Linked DNA regions of Macaca mulatta: region 2 is linked to region 1. Evidence: chromatin contacts called from public Hi-C data. All regions are on one chromosome and are shown on one strand. The core of a region is the stretch at or near the end of the contact, and the rest is flanking DNA. Distances in the headings are between cores, read along the strand shown.

What was found. A called contact is a pair of places that touch in the nucleus more often than the background predicts.
Region 2: a Hi-C map of liver shows a contact between it and region 1, with 1.9 times the contacts expected there. The contact joins the promoter of SYNJ1 here to the promoter of PAXBP1 in region 1. A contact is called at or near these places in 3 of 14 Hi-C or Micro-C datasets (blood, fetal cortex germinal zone and liver).

Annotation. Positions count from the first base shown.
Region 1 is chr3:14,585,109-14,591,834 of T2T-MMU8v2.0, forward strand. It overlaps PAXBP1 (PAX3 and PAX7 binding protein 1), which reads left to right and starts at 3,995. Exons shown (of 18, transcript XM_001094648.5): 1 at 3,995-4,493; 2 at 5,907-6,035. The coding sequence starts at 4,151. It overlaps LOC144339670 (a long non-coding RNA gene), which reads right to left and starts at 3,711. Exons shown (of 4, transcript XR_013414940.1): 1 at 3,629-3,711.
Region 2 is chr3:14,627,466-14,634,389 of T2T-MMU8v2.0, forward strand. It overlaps SYNJ1 (synaptojanin 1), which reads left to right and starts at 3,425. Exons shown (of 30, transcript XM_077995835.1): 1 at 3,425-5,131; 2 at 6,160-6,305. The coding sequence starts at 5,037. It overlaps MIR7185 (microRNA mir-7185), which reads right to left and starts at 2,200; the gene lies at 2,143-2,200.

The DNA of each region.
Region 1 (6,726 bases), core at 2,745-5,244:
TCAATCAAGGAAGATTGACTGCATCCCAAGACAAGAGATTGAAGGTCAACACCATGCCCAGACAGACTTGGCACAGGCTCTATCACCTATTCATCTTTCCCCCAAATTATTTTCTCAACCTTGAGTTACCTATATCCTTCCCTCTCTCTCCTCTTTGACGAAGGTATATAAGCTTCTAAATTTCATTCTGTTATTGGGTACTCACTTTTTCCTATGATGCTCCTGTGCATATAATAAATTTGTGTGCCTTTTTTCCCTCTTACTCTGTCTACTGTCTATTTACTTCAGTCCTTCAGAGGGTAAAGAGAATGGCTCAAGCCTGCAATCCCAACAGTTCGGGAGGCCAAGGTGGGCAGATTACTTGAGGTCAGGAGTTCAAGACCAGCCTGGCCAACACAGGAGCTTGTGGGGTGTGTGGATCATCTCTACTAAAAATACAAAATTTAACTGGACATAGTGGTGCATGGTTATAATCCCAGCTACTTGGGAGGCTGAGGGGGGATGATTGCTTGAACCTGGGAGGTGGAGGTTGCTGAGATCATGCCACTGCACTCCAGGCTGGGGGTAGAGCGAGACTCTGTCTCATTGCTTGAACCTGGGAAGTGGAGGTTGCAGTAAGCTGAGATCGTGCCACTGCACTCCAGACTGGGCGACAGAGTGACACTCCATCTCAAAAAACAAAAACAAAACAAAACAAAACAAAACAACAACAAAATAAGTTTTAAAAAATAAGAAAGCTTATAAAAGTTATAGTAAGCTATTTATTATTGAGGAAAGAAATATGTTTAAATACTTAGCATAGCCTAAGTGTACAGTTGTTTATAAAATCTACAGCAGTGTACAGTAATATCCTGGGCCTTCGTATTCACTCACCACTCACTCACTGACTCACCCAGAGCAACCCCCAGTCCTGTAAGCTCCATTCCTGGTAAATGCCCTATACCATTTTTAAAGCTTTTATGCCATATTTTTACTGTCTCTTTTCTATGTCTAGGTGCAGATACTTACCATTGTGTTACAATTGCTACAGTATTCAGTACAGTAACATGCTGTATAGGTTTGCAGCCTGGGAGCAATAAGCTATGCCATACAGCCTAGGTATGCGGTAGGCTATACCACTAGGTTTGTGTAAGTATGTGATGAAATTGCCTAATGGCATATTTCTCAGAATGTATCCCCATCAAGTGACACGATTGTATTGTGACTTACTTTAAAATGGCAGGTGCTCTTCCCTCTGTTCATATCCAATCACCACTTTTACACTGGGAGAAATTTTTGAAATTTCAGGCCAACAAAATAACATATTCTGCTTCTGGACCTTATTTTTGCTACCTCTACCCTAATCATTTTACTGCAAATCTTTCTCTTGGCTCAGGTGTCTGGAGGCTGACCAGGCACAATTTGAATCTTCCATAATTAGAAAAGGGAGTTCAATTTCACTAGTGAAACAGTCTGTCGGAATCAGAACTGACATCAATGCTGAACAGCCAGAATATAAGAACTGAGAGTAATATAAGTAGAATGGAAGCCAGATGTTATTAACCTTTCCTATTAACTAGAAGAAAATGTTCATGTTATAGAGGATGCGCTTAGCTCCAAAACTGAGTCCTAGTTGTGCACACGTCAAATCTAATTTTAAAAATGTAAAAATTAGGCCAGGTGTGGTGGCTCATGCCTTAATCCCAGCACTTCAGAAGGCCAAAGCAGGCAGATCACGAGGTCAGAGGTTTGAGACCAGCTTGGCCAACACGGTAAAACCCCATCTCTACTAAAAATACAAAAATTAGCCGGGTGTGGTGCCGGGTGCTCGTAATCCCAGCTACTCGGGAGGCTGAGGCAGGAGAATCGCTTGAACCCGGGAGGCAGAGGTTGCAGTGAGCTGAGATCGTGCCATTGCATTCCAGCCTGGGTGAGAGGAGCAAGACTCTGTCTCAAAAAACAAAACAAAACAAAAATACAAAAATTATCCTGGCATGGTCACATATGCTTGTAATCCTAGCTACTCGAGAGGCTGAGACATGAGAATTGCTTGAACGTGGGAGGCAGAGGTTGCAGTGAGCCGAGATCATCACCGCACTCCAGTCTGGGCTATAGAGCAAGACTCCGTCTCAAACAAACAAACAAACAATAAATAAATAAATAAAATAAAAAGAAATGCTTGGAGTGCTCGGGATCTTCCGCTTCAACCTGGACTTTAACTGTTACTGAAATTTCGACAGGATGGTGTGGGCAAACAGGCATCCTAATGTTTGCTGATATAAGTACAAACTGCATAACTGCTATAAAAATAAATTTGGAAGGAGCAAAATCATAAATGCACATATTGAGATCAAGCAATTCCAATTCTATTTCATCCTCCAGATGTGACAATTTTTCAAAGCTTTTCGTTACAGCACTGATTAAGACTAGAAATAATCTAAATATCAATGTTTATGGAACTGGCTAAATAAATTATGGTATATCCCAACAATGAATCACTATGCAGCTACTAAAAACAAACAAACAAAAAAAGCCGTGCGCAGTGGCTCACACTTGTAATCCCTGCACTTTGGGAGGCCGAGGCTGGCGTATCACGAGGTCAAGAGATTGAGACCATCCTGGCCAACATGGTGAAACAGTCTCTACTAAAAATACAAAAATAAATTAGCCGGGCGTGGTGGCGCGTGCCTGTAATCCCAGCTACTCGGGAGGCTGAGGTAGGAGAATCACTTGAACCCGGGAGGCGGAGGTTGCAGTGAGCAGAGATCCTGCTACTGCACTCTAGCCTGGGCTACAAGAGCGAAACTTCGTCTCAAAAAAACAAAACAAAACAAAACCTTCATATACGGATATGGGCAGATTTCCAATTTATGGTAGGCTAAAAATGCACTGTTTACACACCATCTGTGTAAAAAGGGGAACACATTAAAATATGCGTATTTATTTGCTTTTATGTTTGCAGAACATCTTTAGAGGATCATAAGAAACTGTTAACATTGACACTGAGGAAGTGAACAGTCTTCCAGACATGGGTGGATTTTTTTCACTCTACCGAATACCCTTTTAATTTTGAAACATCAAAATGAATTTGCACACACAGGTGCACGCCAGAAGGAAAAACTTCAAGTTCGGGGAGGAGACAGGGAAAGCCGGTGAGTTCAACCTCAGGAGCAATCACCCTGTGAAGGTGTGGCCATTGAGGGTTTTGTCACCCACGTCTGAGAACTGTCACAACCTTCCCCACCCCCGGCTCGGTTTTCCTTCCACTTGTTTCTGAAACTCACTAAGCTTCGGAAAGTATTTACTCAAAGAATTGCTAGCAAACTTGGCGTTCTTACGAAAACACTTTTGCTTTCTTTGTTACTGAGAGACTGGGGAGCAGGGAACATCAAGCCAGGTAACATTGTATCATAAATGAAATTCAGTATCTTTGAAGTAACATTGTATCATAACTGAAATTCAACGTCTTTGAAGTAACATTGTATCATTAAAGAAACTCAAATGTCTTTGAATTAACATTGTATCATAAAAGAAATTCAATGTCTGAGTTAACATTGTATCATAAATAAAATTCAATGTCTCTGTAAGAGTTCTGTAGCTATAAAGCTGTAGAAGTACAAAGTATTACTCAAGAGTAACTAGTGATTACCAATAGTCACACCTCCGGTCAAAGTTTGGATAGGACTACTTCACCTCCTAGACCACACTTTCCTTCCCCAAAGCCGCTTCTCTCTCTGATCCCTCCCCTCCTCCGCTTGGCCGGAGGATTCCTCACCCAACCGCTCCGCGTAAGTGCGAAGACGCACTGCAGCAGCGCAGTCTGAGGGACAACTCTTTTTTCTCATCTCTATGATCCTCTTTGTGACCTGTCAAACAACACCGGAGTTCCAAGCTAATAGTCCTCCAATCCGACAGAGGGAGATGCAAAGAGCCGACGCTCTCGCGAGAGGTGTGCGGCTCGCTCGCTCTCTCTCGCTCCCTCTCTTTTTTTCCCCGAGTATTGAGAGCGCGTGGGAGCACAAGCGCATGCGCGCTCGTGGGGTGCGCGGTAGCAACAGAGAGGACTCGACCCGGCTGGAGCTGGGGAGAACGCGCGTGCGCTGTCACGAGCTCGGCGCTGCCGGGACCGCGGTGTGGAAGCGGGTGTTCGACCGCCGTGCGGGCCGCGGAGATGTTCCGAAAGGCCCGGCGGGTGAACGTGCGCAAGCGGAACGACTCCGAAGAGGAAGAGCGGGAACGCGATGAGGAGCAGGAGCCGCCGCCGTTGTTGCCGCCGCCGGGCACTGGCGAAGAGGCGGGCCCCGGCGGCGGCGACAGGGCCCCTGGGGGGGAGTCGCTGCTGGGCCCGGGGCCGCCGCCGCCTTCCGCGCTGACCCCGGGCCTCGGAGGTGAGGCCGGGGGCTGCTTCCCCAGCGGCGCGGAGCCCGGCAACGGGCTGAAGACGCGCAAGAGGCCTCGCGAGAACAAAGAGATGCCCCGGGCCAGCCTGCTCAGCTTCCAGGACGAGGAGGAAGGTAAAGTCCGCGCTTCGGGCGCCCTTAGACGGCCGCATCCCCGACCCAGGCCCCAGTACCCGGCCCCCGTATTCTCTGGACACCCAGCCCCCTAGCCCTGGAACGGAGTCCCCTGCCGCCCGACCGGCTGCGAATCTTCCCCAGCCTCCGGCCTTCTGCTCGGGCAAGGGACGCGTTCCCGCGCTGCCACCAGCCTTTTCTTAACCACCTCCTCTGCATCGTCTTCCTGGGCATTTCCTACTCCACGCGGCGGGAGCTCAGATTGGGCATTCTGAATGTTTCGGGGGAAATTCGGTGTTCCCTGTCCTGCCTTTTTTCTGCCTGGCGTGTTTCAGAGCCAACTTGGTGTGGGTCCCCTGGCTGCTCTCGGCATGCTTTCCGAGCCCACTGTAGGTCACTGCGCCCACACTTCTTGGAGCCTCTGTCCAGGCATCCTCGACCATGAAGGCTGGGTTTGTAATACTAGGAGAGGGAACAGAAGCCTGGAGTTGCAGCTCTGGTTTTGAGTGACCTTGGGCCAGTCCCTTGCAGTCGCTGAGCCTCAGTTTACCCATAAAAGTAATTACGGGTAGCTAATACCCAGCCTTCTTCGCACTGACTTTGGGAACAGTGAAGCGAGACGGTGTAATAGTAAAAGCAAGGCAGTTTCTCCAATTCCTTGTGGGAGACCAGGCTGCAGTGGATTTAGATTGCTGATCTTAAATGAGCCTTAAATCTTTTCTTCTGACCATTTGAATGTGCATAACCCAATTAATTCCGTGTTACGAAAAAAGAAATCAAGTTTTGGAACTCTTACTTGCATTTTTATTCGAGAGGCTTTCAGGTTTCCAGTAAGGTAGGCAGTTTATCTTTGGCATTTCTGTTACTTTTTATTTGGTTTGTGAGGAGTACAGACAGATTTTTGTTTTTGAGATACATGAGCTATTTTTTAGAAGTATTTAGTACTTTTAAAATTTCAAATCAAAGAAAAGTGATTTGCTCTTACCTTAGCCTTAAAACAACTATGTCAGCTGATGGTGGATGTAGTTACTCAGAATTGACAGCACCTTTTTATTTTAGATACTTTGTTTCAGATTCGTTAATAACTTGATGATGTGGTTTTTCAGAAACATTTTGAATGATTTTTTCCCCTCCTTAAATAGATGATTTAAGGAAGACAGTAGGAAAATTTTGTGAAGTTACATGTGCTAGTCCTTTAAAAAGTCTCAAAATCTCATTACTTCACAGTAATTTAGGAAGTTGACCTCTGTTTTTGGAGTCTGTGACAGACTTGAAATAATTATACAATGAATTTGGCATATGAGTATATATACTTGGGAGAATTTATCTGAACAGCACGTAAGATCATGTGAAAGAAGGGAAAATATTTTCAGAAAATAGTTTCTACAGACTTCATTTAATTTCCTTTTTAAGAAAATGAAGAAGTTTTCAAAGTGAAGAAATCAAGTTATAGCAAAAAGATAGTAAAATTGCTCAAGAAGGAATATAAAGAAGATCTTGAAAAATCGAAGATTAAGACAGAACTCAACTCATCAGCTGAAAGTAAGTACCAAACTAATTGAATTCTTTTGAAATGACAAAATGAAAGCTCTTTCTCACAGTGATTTGCTATATATCTTCTGAACTCATTCGGTGGACCCCGTGGTTGTCAAGGGCCCTCATTGAGTAGCAGTACAATTCTGTTATTTAATTGTAACACAACTGCTTTGTAAATGTATTTTTTAAAAAGACAGAATTGTTGCCACTGGAACATTTCTGCTGCAATGACTAGATTCTCTCACAGTTTTCCTTCTTGTGTGCAGACTGCTGTTGAACAGAGAAAGGTTTCTCATTTCAGCCTAAGACACAGGTTTATTCCTGTTCGAAGGAGTGTTGTGCAAATTCCTGTATTTGTGTTTTGTAGAGACAGATTTGCAATTTCCTTGGTGGTATTTCCACAGTGGATTTTATTCTTACAGAACTTTTAGGAAAGCCCTAAGTTTAATATTGGTATTACTTCCATTCAGCAGCCTTATCTGGTACTAGATGAAGACTCCTTAGAATAATGAGGCAGTTGTATTGTACAGACATCTCTTACGTCTCTCAAAACCTCAGTTTAAAAAACTTTAAGCAGTTATTTTGTCTTTAGGAAAGTGGATCCAGTATAATATTCCATAATCTGAGTTATTCTCATGCAAATGCTGTTTTGTTTTATGGAATTAATGAGAGAATCATGACTTTCCAGATGCTCACA
Region 2 (6,924 bases), core at 2,175-4,674, 42 kb after region 1:
CCTATGAAATCTATCAGGCTATAGGTTTCAGAAATGGGTTTGAACATCACACTAGGAATTTGATGTAGGGTACATAAAACCAATGGTTTTTCTATCTCAAGCAGAACATTTTTATTCCTGATATAGCTTAAGGACATTATTTCTTATGAAAGGAATTCTCAAAAGATAAATCCAGAACCATTTTAATAAAGCTGGTTTTACTTTTTAGTTTTTTCTTTTGGAGCAGTCCTCTGAATTAACTCCAAAATAGGTGACAAATGTTTTTGAGAAGGAAAACTATTGAAACAACAGAGTCAAGAGTGACTAGTACTACTGTAGCCAATGATGTTGATGTCTCACCATGTCCCTGTTCTTGCCACTGGTGTCCTCTTGCAAGTACTTGCTCCTCTGCCTGAGGGCTTTTCTTTGGCCTGTGCAACAGGCTGGAGTGTCCTGGAGATACTTCTTGGAACAGATCTCAGCCAAGGGAGGAAAGGAATTGGAGGTTAAATGCCCCAGTGAGTCAGTTGGGGTCCTCTTGGGAGCAGACACTGAGATGGCATTAAATGTACAAGAAGTTTACTGGGGGGGAATGTGTATAAGAGAAAACAGGGGAGCCTGGAGGAGGCTGGGAAAGCTGTCAGGCAGGCAGGTTTCACCTGTGTGAAGGAAGGAGGGAGGGATGAAAGTCTTAGACATTGGTGCAGTTCTAAAGTTTCAGCAGGGCCAACTGGCAGCCCTGACAAGTACAACCAGGGTCTCCTTGCTAATATGAGATCTGAGAGAATTTCATGATCACTAAACCCAATTTGCTAATCTCTCAGGCAGGAAAGCAGATATGGTCCACATTGCCTACAAGAGGTCTTCAGTTGAGTAGAGCCATCGTTGCCTGCAGTGGTAACATTACCAGCATCCAGAATTGGCCAAAAATGGAAAGTGCTAATAATCGTCCTTGAAATCATGAAACCCTTACAAAAATGGTCAAATGTTACAGAGCTGCAATATAAAATAGGAAGCTGTAAGTTGCTACATTGTAGTGGTTGTTTATGGTTATAAGAGCTCTTCTTATCTCTAACATGGTAATACCTGTGTAATAAAGGGAGTCTTGCCATTCACTGATTATGACAAAACATTTGATTTGTTGTTTCAAGTAAATGAAAACGAGAAAAACACTGGCACTACATGTAGGAAGAAAAATTAAATATATCTGAATGTTTGGGAGGTCTTGTACTTTCATAAATGTTTTGAAGACTGCCCTCCAGAACTGAAACTGTCCATGGATATGGGGTTCACAGCTGCTAAGGGCTGCTTCATACTGCCCAAACACAGGCTGAATATTGTTATATGGGATTGATATCGAAGTGCAATGTAGACGGGCCCCTGGCCTGCTTCTGGACTCTAGCCCCCGGTAATTTGTACTGGGTTCCTGTGAGTCCTAACTCCAGAGGCTTAAAGGATACAATCATTCAGTACAATGAGAATCCCTAGCAGATGACTTCTTAGGATCTTGTTAAATATCTTTAGGAAAATATATGAGAAAAGTTTTGACAAAACACTGCAGAAACCATTCTAAGCTACTTTGCAAAAACATTTTGATCATGAAAGCTTACCTTTTACGCGTAACCTTAGTGAAATTGCTGTTGCTTTGTGGGACCCAGAGTCAACTTGAACACCTTGAACACAACTCTAATCTTGAAGGTTGAGCCCTGTTTTTGGCTCCGGCACTTTGATTTCCACAAGAATCCTTGTGTGTCATTAAAATAAACCCCCTTCACTTGATCTCTCTTCAGTTGGTCTCTTGTTCCAAATGAAAACACTTCATTTTTATCTATCACAAGTTTCCTGTTTGCTCTAGTGGCAATTTCCTGTCTATGGTACCTGCAAGTTATTTTTCAGTTTTTTTTTTTCCCCAACAGTGATTCTGCTCTCGAGCTTACTAGTTTTTTATTCATAGGATTTCCATTTTTCTAATTTAAAATCTCATCCTTCACTGGTTACATTGAATTTCTTTAAAGAAAAAGTTAATGCTCTTTGTAACCTACTGTTGTGTTGTCTTTCAAGACCACTGTTTTCTCTTGAACAATGAGCCATTTCTTTCTCAGTCATTGGTGGGGAGTATGGCCAGGTACAACTAGGGTCTGCAGATCCTGCTATACTATACTATATTAGGACCAGGATCTGCAGAGCACTATACTAATTGCTCTGCAGATCCTGATCCTGATATAAAAGTTAGCCTATGTAACCTGAGAAGAAGCTGTTAAAGGTTACTGAATCAGATTGTGACTATTTCCCTGATTTTCCATGTTGTCTAGCATTTTTGACAACAAAAAAAAAGCCAGACAAAAGAGAAAAGCAGGTACTACTACTAATTCACATAGTAATCACCTGTCAAAATTTATAGCCATGCACTTGATATAGTTTTTTAATGTGATTATTTGGGATTATCATTAATCATCTGTAAATACGTAAATTCTTGTATAGTCTGCCTGGGACATACTATTAGGTTGGGCCATATGTTGCCACTATGTGAGGTTTTTTTTTTAAACCTATGGAAATAACAATTCCATGTTTCCACATAATGAATTGCATATTTCAACGAGAGTTACCCATAGGAGAAATAACTTGCTCACAAATCAACATTGAAAATTTAGGGTGTTTGTCTTTAATTTGTTCTATTGGATGTGATATCTGAAACACCTACCTGGGGCTGTCTCTCTCCTGATGGAAAGTCACATCAGCCTTGTGTTGATTTCTTGTAGCTGGTGTTACAAATTACCACAAACTGGGTGGTTTAAAACAACAAAAATATATTTTCTCACAGTTCTGGAGGCCAGAATCAACAGGGCCATGCTCTTTCCGAAGGCTCTAGGCTCAAATCCTTCCTTGCCTCTTCCAACTTCTGACGGCTGCTGACATAGCTTGGCTATTGCCAAGCTCCAATCTCTGCTGCTGTCTTCATATTACTTTCTCTCTCTCTCTCTCTCTCTCTCTCTCTCTCTCTCTCTCTCTCTCTCTCTCGTGTGTGCATGTTTAATTTTCCTCTGCCTCCCTGTTATAAGGACACTTGTGATTGCATCTAGGGCCCTAGAGCCCACCTGGATAATCCAAAATAATCTCAAGACCCTTAATCAAATCTGCAAATTAACCTAAATTAACATTCACAGACAAGGACATCTTTTTGAAGCAGCATTTTTTAGCCTCCCACAGGCTCTTCATTGCTCAGTTTCAAGGGTTGAGTTGGTGTCAGCCTGTCTCTGTAGGCCCTTAGGATCTCACTAAGAAATCTGTGTATGCCACTTAACCTATATTTTAAGTCACCCTACCCCAAAGACATTTCAAGGTCAGTGAAAATTTTTCCAGCTATTGTCAAATGCTGTAACAAAAGTAGAAGTATAAATAGGAAAGAGGGACGAGAAAAAGAAGATAGAACCAGTCAAGCCACTAGTCAAATTGCCTTTATGTTTTTCAAACTCTGGGCATGTCTTTTCATGACTAAAATGAGATGTGGAAAAGCTGTGGCTGTCTAACAATCTAGGAATAAGAGTCTTGCTACCCCCCAGTTTAATTTGAAGAAAGAAGCAGGAATTCCAACCCACAACCCAGAAATTTTGACCTAAATCTCCTTAGTTCCAAATAAAAAGGAACCAGGAATACGCAGAACACCTGTTCCTAAAAGAGCTTAGTACCCATGCTTCACACTGTAAGAAAGGATGCGTTTCTAGTGTAGCCTTACAGACACACAGGCATGGTGGAAAAGATTTTGGGCTTTGGAGTAAGTTAGTTTGGTTCCAGTCCCCAACTCCTCTTGAAACTGAGTGATTTCAGTTGTCATAAAAGGTACCTCTCAAGCAACGCATGTGATATCGACAGTTTTTTTTCTGAGACAGTACTGAGATAGAAACCCCCTCTAGTTCTTACAACGAAATCCAAGAATCTTTGTATTTCTCCTTCATGACTTGAAGTGGCTTCTTTTCTAATAAATTTAGTTCCGTGTCCTGAAACCAGGGTGGGTGCAGCTTCTCTAAAATGGATGAAAAAATCAAGTCACATGACAGGGCCTGAAGAGGGAAATGATTTTTGCAACATAACCAAATTTAAATTCTGCTTTGGCTGTTAAAAACCAGAAGGAGAAGAGGTAAACAAAGAGCAAAGGCAAGTGGAGACAGTTTGAGTGCTGGGTTCTTCAGGTTTTCAATTCCTTTCTGCCCTGTTGGCTTTGACTTCATTCTCATACTTATTAGGTCTATTCAATGGAAGCAGAAATAAATCTATGGGACACGCTGATATTAGCCAGGAAGCACGATTTGTTGAAAAATGAGGATGCGATAAAAGGGTCAGGTGCCTTTAGTCACTAAATTCCACAGTTGGCAAAAGCTATTCATCCATCAGTGACAACCACAGCTGTAGTGGCCTCCCTACAGCCATGTTTTGTTGGACTCAGCCTTGAGATCCTGGTTTGTGACTTCCCACTCTCCATCGTATACACCTGAACACTCTTCGATAGCACCCTGTGAGCTCCAGAACACACAAGAAAAGGCACCGAACAGAACTGTCCCAGAGCAGGCATTAGTTTTTCTTCTGCTACCTACCCCGACACTCAGACTAGGAACTCGGTGCCATTTGCTGGGCTGTCGACACCATGGACAGCTCTTCAGGCGCCACCTAGTTGGCTAGGCGAGCCGACCATACCGAGCCCTCCCTCCTCTCCCGTCAGGCCGGTGGGGGCGGCAGGGGGTGGTCCTGACGCCCAGCTTGGGGAGCAGCAATACGCAGCCCCCCAAGCTTTTCTCCTGAGTCCCTCCCCGGCGCTCACGCTCTGAAGAGCCCACGCAAAGGGACCAAAGAGGCCAGATCTTCCCTCTCCTTGCACCCCCGGCGGTGGGATCGCAGCTCGGCCTGGGGGCGGCAGCAGGAGGCGAAGGTCGCTGGAGACTGAGGCTCTGGCCGCCCGCTGGTGCCCGGCCTGGCCGGTAGGCGCAGAGTGGGCGTGATCTCTCTCCTGACGCCCCGCCCCTTCCCTCGTGAGGGGCGGATCTTCCGCCCGCTGCCGCGGCGCAATGCGGAAGAGATGGGCCTGCTGGAGCGGAAGTGACGCTTCTGGAGGCAGTGGCGGCGGCTGCGGGAGAAGGAGGAGGAGGAGCCGGAGGAAGGGGTGAGCAAGCCGGCGGGGGGCGGGGAGCGGCCGCGGCCAGACCCACCGGCAGCCGGGCGGGCGGACGCCTCCAAGACCAGCCTCTGCCTCCGCAGCCTCAGCGGGAGCGGTGAGGGGCGACCGCGAGCAGCCGGGGTGCGGGAGAGCGGGCGCGGTTGTGAGGAGACCACGGGTTGTGTGCAGGGCGCCGCGTCAGGCTGGGGGCTGGTGACAGCGGCTGTCAGCCTGCCCGCGGGAACGAACTGAATCCGCCTGGGCGCCGGGTCATCTCTTCTGGCGCATAAATGGAGGGTTTGGGCTTCTCGGCTCTTCAGTCTTTCTGAGAAGGAGCCGTTTTCCCGGGCAGTCGACTTCCCGGGACCCCGAGGAGCCCCAGTCGGGTCGGTGCCCCGAGTCATGACTCTTCCCGGGTGGCCATTCGTATTTTTCGGCCCCGCCTGCCGTCCCCCGAGCCGACGGTAGCCCGGGGCAGGGGAGGCGGTGGTAACCTGTGCTGTTTCCCTTGCCCTTCGTCGCCACCCCCGGGAGAGCCTGTCGCGTAGAATAATCCTTTTCCTCCTCCTGCCCCCTAAGGAGCTTTGAACCAGCCTTGTCACCCTTCCCTCCCACCTCCGCTCCTTTCCCCTCGAAGGAACTGCTTGAAGTTTCCAAATCGGTTCCCTTTCAACGTAGTGACAGATCTTGAAGCAGGAAGCTGATAAACAACTCCGAACGAAATACGCTCAAAATTTTTCCTTTCAGTAAGCATAAATTAAACGGGAAACTCAACCAAACCGTTGATGGACTTACAGTGCTAAAACCTTGTCTTGCCTTGGTATGAGAATTGGTAGCTTTTCCTCTTGCTTTTTGGTAAAATTAAGTGACGACTTATCTTTTGGAATAAGCCATTTTCTCCCTGAGCTGTCTGTTTTTTCCCCACCCCAACCCCCCATCAAAACCTGGCAGGGAGGGACTTTTGGATGCTTTGCAGTCCTTGCTGCAGAAGGAAACATCAGCTTCATTTGCTTTGCTTTGCTTGGTTTCCACAGGGCTGCCTCCGAAGAAAGGAGAATGGCGTTCAGTAAAGGATTCCGGATCTATCACAAATTGGATCCCCCACCTTTCAGCCTCATAGTGGAAACTAGGCATAAGGAAGAATGTCTCATGTTCGAGTCTGGGGCCGTCGCTGTGCTCTGTAAGTCATCTGTTAGAGCCCAATTTATCATGGTCTCTGCTTTGATTTGAAATAATTCAGATGCAACCATTTTTAGAAAAGAGCCCAACAACCCTTTCGCTGTATTTCCTCTAGCAGATTATGCTTGTATTTCCTTTTAATCAAACTTATTTTCCTGTAAACTTTTTGTTAACAGGTTTTTGTTGAGGGGGGGTGCAGGACGATGCCAGTTTTGGTGCAGGATTTTGCTTTCTTGGGTTCTGCTGCTGCTTCTAAAAGTAAATTTTTTTTCCAAAGAAATATTGTTGCAGTTTGTATCATAGATCACATAAACCCATACGATGTCTTGCTTGACATATTTACTGGTAGGTCAGTTATAGTAGTAGGTATTTTCTAATGTTATCCAATATTGTTGGAGTATTTATGTTATGGCCGTTATGTTTTCATTAAGGGAATTGTAAACAACCTCTAGATTTTCATGTGAGATTCATGATTGATTTTGTATTATTTTAAAAAGTATTTTGATAGTCTAATTTAAAGAAAAGGACTATTGTACCACAATAAAAATATATTAGTAAGATCTGAGTTATTTTAGGGGCAGATGGATGAAATTAAAATTAATTTGAATACTATGTTTCTT